Linked DNA regions of Mus musculus: region 2 is linked to region 1. Evidence: chromatin contacts called from public promoter capture Hi-C data. All regions are on one chromosome and are shown on one strand. Each heading gives the region's core, a stretch centred on a gene start, on an enhancer-like site or on the middle of the called end of the contact. The rest is flanking DNA. Distances are from core to core; before and after follow the strand shown. Region 1 holds the start of Eif3j1 (eukaryotic translation initiation factor 3, subunit J1). Region 2 holds the start of A630026N12Rik (RIKEN cDNA A630026N12 gene).

Region 1 (2,915 bases), core at 169-2,668:
CTTTATAAGATGTCCTAACTTCTACTTCCTAGGAAAAGTGAAAAGTCAAAACTGAAAATCTGCCGTGATAGGATAATATAAGGTCGGTAACAAACCATGCCCAAGTGTATACATACAATAGATAAAGAAAGCACGTAAGTAGCCAGTCAACAGCACTATTATTAACTTCATTATTAACTTCAATGTACACAAAGATCACTTCATTCCTCAAATTCAGGCTGTCTGGTAAAGTAGACATACACTTCAGCAAAGTTCAGAGTAAAAATGAAAAATCCAAACAGTATATCTAAAGCTGTAAGATGAGCCCGTGAGAGTTTTTAAGAACAATAAAGGTGAATAGGACTCGAATTTACAATACAAAAAAAAAAAAAAACAAACAAACCACTGGCCCCTGGTCTACCACAACCACCAACTCTTTGGGGTTTTTTTCTAAGCCTGTCTGTCCCTGTGTAGATGAATAACTGTTAGCTCTGTTTTTCAGAGTTCACAGTTCTGTCCACTAACCCGATGGTTATCTCAGTGCTCTCAGTTCATCCTTCTTACCACAGGGTGGGGGAAGGGAGAGCTAAAAGTTGTTTTACTACTCCAATTCTAGTTTAGAAAATTCAATGTATTTTCTCCATCTAATCGCTCAAACGAGCTACCGGCCTTCACAATCATACCTAAGTTACTGACACATGGGAGAGCCGAACTAGGAAAAGCGGATCCACGACTTTCCATATGGGACAAACACTGAAACCGAGTTCCCGATCTGTTCGCCTAGTTTCGGTGAGAGGTTCTGGACTGCGAAGATAGCACGTGGGCCGACCGGACTGCTGCTGTCACTTCTCGTCTCCAGTTAGGTTCCAGGCCAGAGAGCCGACCCTCGGTGAAGGGCTGGGGCCCAGGCGGTCACCACCCTCCGCAGAGTCCGGCCGGACAAGCTGCCGCCTTGCTGCCCACATGGCCGTCCAGCCGAGGGAACCTCCGGGCCGAAGCTCACGCGGGACCCACGGCCCGCAGGCCCGGGCGGCGCCCCGGGGGCCCGATCTCCCCGCCCGCAGCCGGCGCCCACGGGCGTAGCCTGGCTCCCGGGCCCGAACCTACCTTCACGTCCTCGTCCTCGTCCTCGCCTTCCCAGCGGTCCCCGCCGGCCGTGCCGCCGCCCGCGACCTTCCGCACCGGGTCCTCCATAGAGAACGTGTCCGCGTCTACGGAAGAGAGCGAGTCGCGTTAGTACCCGCGTGGGAGCGGGGCCGCCACAGCCCGCATTTGGGCCGGAACTTCTGCTCACCCCAAGAGTCTGAGTCCCCCGCCGCCGCTGCCGCCGCCGCCGCCGCCGCCATCTCGAACCGGGGGTGAGCGTGTGCGATGGGAAGAGCTGCGAAGAGTTAGCGCGGCAGAGGTGAGTCACTGGGCTGGCTCTCGTTGGCCCGCGCAGGGCAGGCTGGGACAGTGGCTGACTGGGCGCCCGGCAGAGGCTCCGCCCCACGGGCGACGCGCGCGGCAGGGGCGGGGCGGGCGGGGTGGGGCGACGCTGGGCTGGGAGACGCGGACCAGCCTGGTCCCCCCAAGCCACACCCCTCACCCCCTCATCCCCCACCCCCCGCGAGAAGAGAAAGGAAGTGCGCACGCGTGAGTCGGGCGGTGCTCGGCTAGCGAGTGGGTCTTCTAGTGCTGGCTGATCGTGAGCCGGCAGCAGGCGAGCAGCGAGGAGGAAGTGGACAGGGCAGATATCCCGTGGCCTCCTAGCATTCGGGCACGGAGATGGAAGTATACTCCAAGTCTCCCTGGTTCTCCCTTCCGGTGATCACCCGAAGTCCTGCACGGTGATTGTTTTGGCGAAAACATTTCGGAGTTCCGTGGTCCGTCCCAGGCTTATTCTAGTTTGTCCTCAACACAGTAGCAAAATAGTTATGTAAACAGATTTCGACACAGTGCAGTGGCTGCAACAAAAAGAAGCATTATGAGGTTAGATGTTAAAAAGGTAGCATTAACGACGACGGAAGTTTCAGTTTTCTGCCCGCGGTAGGCACTGGTGAAGCTGGAGTTTGAGAAACCAAGTGACTTGTGCTCCGGTGCATTTCTGGTAGAGAGAAGGCTTGTGGTGCTCATCTGAGTGCATTCTAACAGGTAAACTGATAAAAAGAACCTAAAAGGAGCAAAATTCTCTCCCCCTTGGCACAGGGCTTCCCAGTAAGGACATTAAGAAGGAAGGAGCTAGTTTAGATATTGTCTGATTTTCCAATATATTCATTGTTTTTAAAGTTTTTTGTTTTGTTTTGCTTTGTTTTTAAGACAAGTTTCTCTCTGTAGCCTGGGCTGTCCTGGAACTCGCTCTGTGAACCAGGCTGGCTCCCAGGTGCTGGGATTAAAGGCATGAGCTTAGGTTTTAAGTCTTTAAAAAAAACAGACACACATCAGCCATTCTTAGTACTTTCCGTTTCTTGTGTATTTTTCGTCTACAAGTAAACATTTTATAAGGTGGTCTTTCAAGAAATGTTCTACCGCAATTTTTTTGTGTTTGTTTGTTTGTTTGTTTGTTTTCGAGACAGGATTTCTCTGTGTAGCCCTGGCTGTCCTGGAACTCACTCAGTAGACCAAGCTGGCCTCAAACTCAGAAATCAGCCTGCCTCTGCCTCCCGAGAGCTGGGATTAAAGGCGTGCGCCACCACGCTCAGCTGTTCGACAGCATTATTAAAATGAGAGATGACGCTCTATAAAAGAAAGCATCCGCCCAGCGTGGTGGCACACGTGGTGGCCAGCCTGGTCTACAGAGTGCCAGGACAGCCAGGGCTACACAGAGAAGTCCTGTCTCAAAAAACCAAAAAAAAAAAAAAAAAAAATCCATTTATGATTTTACAAAGTACCTAGTACATAAGTATAGGATAAAACCAAGAGCCTCTGCCTTCCTTGCATTACCACTGAGCTATGCG
Region 2 (2,915 bases), core at 226-2,725, 4.6 Mb before region 1:
CGGGAGGCAGAGGCAGGCAGATTTCTGAGTTCGAGGCCAGCCTGGTCTACAAAGTGAGTTCCAGGACAGCCAGGGGCTATACAGAGAAACCCGGTCTCGAAAAACCAAAAAATAAGGGCAAGTGTCCTTATCTGAGGACAGACACACACAAACACAAATGAAGTCTGTAAACAATTTGGATCTCATTTAAGCCATTTTGCTCCTAGGTTATTCTCGGTTGTCTCCGATATTCTCATTCCTAGATACCTGACGCCAAAAGTTCCACGGGTAGTGGACTTTTCGGTGAAATATATCAAAGTGGAACTTTGAAAATCGCATGTGAAGTAAATTTATAAGGCTTTTCCTTCACAAATCATCATCTCCCAATCAACTCTTGGTTCATTGAAAGTAAAATACGTCACTAGGCATGGTGGTACGCGCCTTTAATCCCAACAATTGAGAGGCAGAGGCAGGCGGATTCTTTTGAGTTTGAGGCCACCCTGGTCTACAAAGCCAGTTCCAGGTCAGGCAGGGCTGTTACAGAGAAACCTTGCCTCGAAAACAAATCAACAAAAATCCTGACAATACAGACAGGAGAAAAGCGTCACTATTACAACATTAAAAAAAAAAAAAGCCACAGAAACATCCACGTCACACACGACCAGTTTACACCAGGTGAAGAGGACAGGCATCCTTTGTTCCCGCACAGGCCCCACAACCAGCGATTCCGGGTACCTTCCAGGACCACGGTAAGTTAAATCTTAGGTACCCGGCTGCCCTTCCGCCTGCCGGGAATCTGCTAGAACACCCCATAGTCAAGTCCAAGCTCCAAGCGTCCCGAAATGCCGGCACTTTCCGTGTCACGCCGGGGGAGAACTTAGCACACGCACCCCTAACTCCCACACATCCCGCCCCGCGACGCGGCGCGGAACACCCAGCCGCGCACAGGGCCACCGCAGCGCTCACCCCGCTGCCGCGCAGGCGCCGGGCGAGCCGGGACTTGCGGTCGCCCCGCGGATCATTCCGCCGCAGCCTTTGTGTGGCCGAACGCTAGAAATGGCTTATTTCCTTTCTCCCCGTTTAAAGTCAGAAGCAGACCCTCTCATCCCTTTCTCCCGCCGGAACGGGGCTGGGGGAGGGCGGCGGCAGGCTCGCTCCCGGGGCCAGTGGGGCGGAAACGGGCGCGGGTTGGCGAGGCCGCCGCAGGCATGCTGGGAGCTCGGCCGCCGTGTCCCTCCGCGCCGACGGGGACTTTTCGGTGGGGATTTTGGGCGCCGAGCAGACGCGGCATTTTCGGAAAATAGCGCCCTGTGCAGCGAAGCGCTCTGTGTGTGGCGGGGCCGCGTCTGCCCTGACGGCTCCGAGGCGCCGCGGTCCCCGCACCTCCTCCCGCTGCTCCCCCGCCGCCGCTCCCGAAGCTTTTCCAGGTCAGTGCGGGTCTGTGTAGGGCCCTGTTACCACCGGATGTGGAAGTTGATCTCTTCGCTGGTAAAAAATAATTCCACTTCCCCCGGAACCCAGATCATCCCCGCGATTTCCTGTTTATTGCATTAAGGCGCCGGGTTTCCGGGGCTCCTGGCCCCGCTTGTTTGGCGGGGGTCGGCGGGGTCGGCCTGGGTGTCCGTGCTGCCGCCGCCGCCGCCGCCGCGCTTTGTCCGCCCGGCGCTTGGCTTCTGGGAGGGGCGGCAGACATGGTGGCGGCCGCCGCCCCCTCCTCGGTCAGGCGCCGCGGCCTCCTGCGGGCCCCACGGGTCGGGTCTGCGGTGGGGTCGCCATGGCCGTGGGGGTCCGGGCCGGCGGGGCAGGCGGCGGGAGAGGCGGCGCTGTCCCCGCCCGCTCCTTTGTCTCGGCGGCCTGAGGGCCTGGCCTGGCCGGGCCGACGACAAGCGGGAGGGAAGGCCGGGCCGCGCTGCCCCGCTGGGCCCCGCGGAGCCCGGGGCGCTCGGGTTTCGGCCCGAACAGCCGGGTCGGGGCAGGGTAGACGGGCCAGTCCGGAAGGGACGGAGCCTGCCATTCTCAGTGGCCGAGACTTTTGCCCCGGAGACTTCGCCACCGGAACCCACGCGAGCGCGGGTGCGGAAAGAAGCCGCGAGTTTCGTCGGTCATGTCTTGCCTGGGCACAGATCGGTGTTGAGTGTGCTGTTGTGAACCTCTCCCACGGCGTTGAAGCCGCGGGCTTAGCCTTGAAGTGTGCATCTCCAAAATGAGAGCGAAGGAAAGCGGGCCTACCTGCTGGCTTTTTTTCCCTTGAAGCTTTTGCTTTAAGCCCATTTCCACTGTGTCTAGCAGACACATTTGCTTTAAAGCAGGGAGCGAGACCACAGTACTTCTGAAAGAGAGCTTCATAACGTGGGAGTAATTTTTAAGAGTTCTTTCTGCAGACACTGTGGTTTGTTGTCTATTCAGGCAAGTTACTTTCTGAAATGTAATTTTTATCTGGGGGTAAAAAAGAACGGTGGTGTGCTTTTTCTAGGGAAGTAGTGGCCTTCCCAGAATTGAAAACGCACCGAATTTAGTACGCAGACGATAGTCTACCTCACAGAGATTCACCCAGATTAATTTAAATATAACTGATAGCTTTTTGGCTCTTAGGCCTTCAGACTCTGACTTTTTAAGTTTTAAGGGAACTGATGGCTCTTATCCCTTTATTCGCTTTTCTTATTTTGTCAAAAATGAAAAGTAACGTGTCAACTCATGACTTAGGCAAGAGTCACATTGTTTTGCACTTTCGAAAGTCTTTTTTAAAGCCTAGTTTAACAGAAAACATTCTTGAGTCAATTTTTGCAGACAGTCTTGTGATATGCCACATAGCCAATGGAAAACACTGTATGTATATTATGCTTTTTTTAAAAAACATGATATATCCCATCCTTCTATTCAGCATGTTAAGTACAATCAAGATATTGTGAAAGACAAACTGAATGAGAAGAATGATT

Evidence for each region. Promoter capture Hi-C pulls out the DNA fragments that hold promoters and counts their contacts.
Region 2: a contact with region 1 is called in a promoter capture Hi-C map of pre-B cells, with 3 times the contacts expected there. The contact joins the promoter of A630026N12Rik here to the promoter of Eif3j1 in region 1. A contact is called at or near these places in 2 of 39 promoter capture datasets (cranial neural crest and pre-B cells).

What each region holds. Positions count from the first base shown.
Region 1 is chr2:122,027,083-122,029,997 of GRCm38.p6, reverse strand. It overlaps Eif3j1 (eukaryotic translation initiation factor 3, subunit J1), which reads right to left and starts at 1,418. Exons shown (of 8, transcript NM_144545.4): 1 at 1,274-1,418; 2 at 1,087-1,190. The coding sequence starts at 1,325.
Region 2 is chr2:126,673,847-126,676,761 of GRCm38.p6, reverse strand. It overlaps A630026N12Rik (RIKEN cDNA A630026N12 gene), which reads left to right and starts at 1,475. Exons shown (of 1, transcript NR_166192.1): 1 at 1,475-2,915. It overlaps Gabpb1 (GA repeat binding protein, beta 1), which reads left to right and starts at 1,170. Exons shown (of 9, transcript NM_001271468.1): 1 at 1,170-1,406.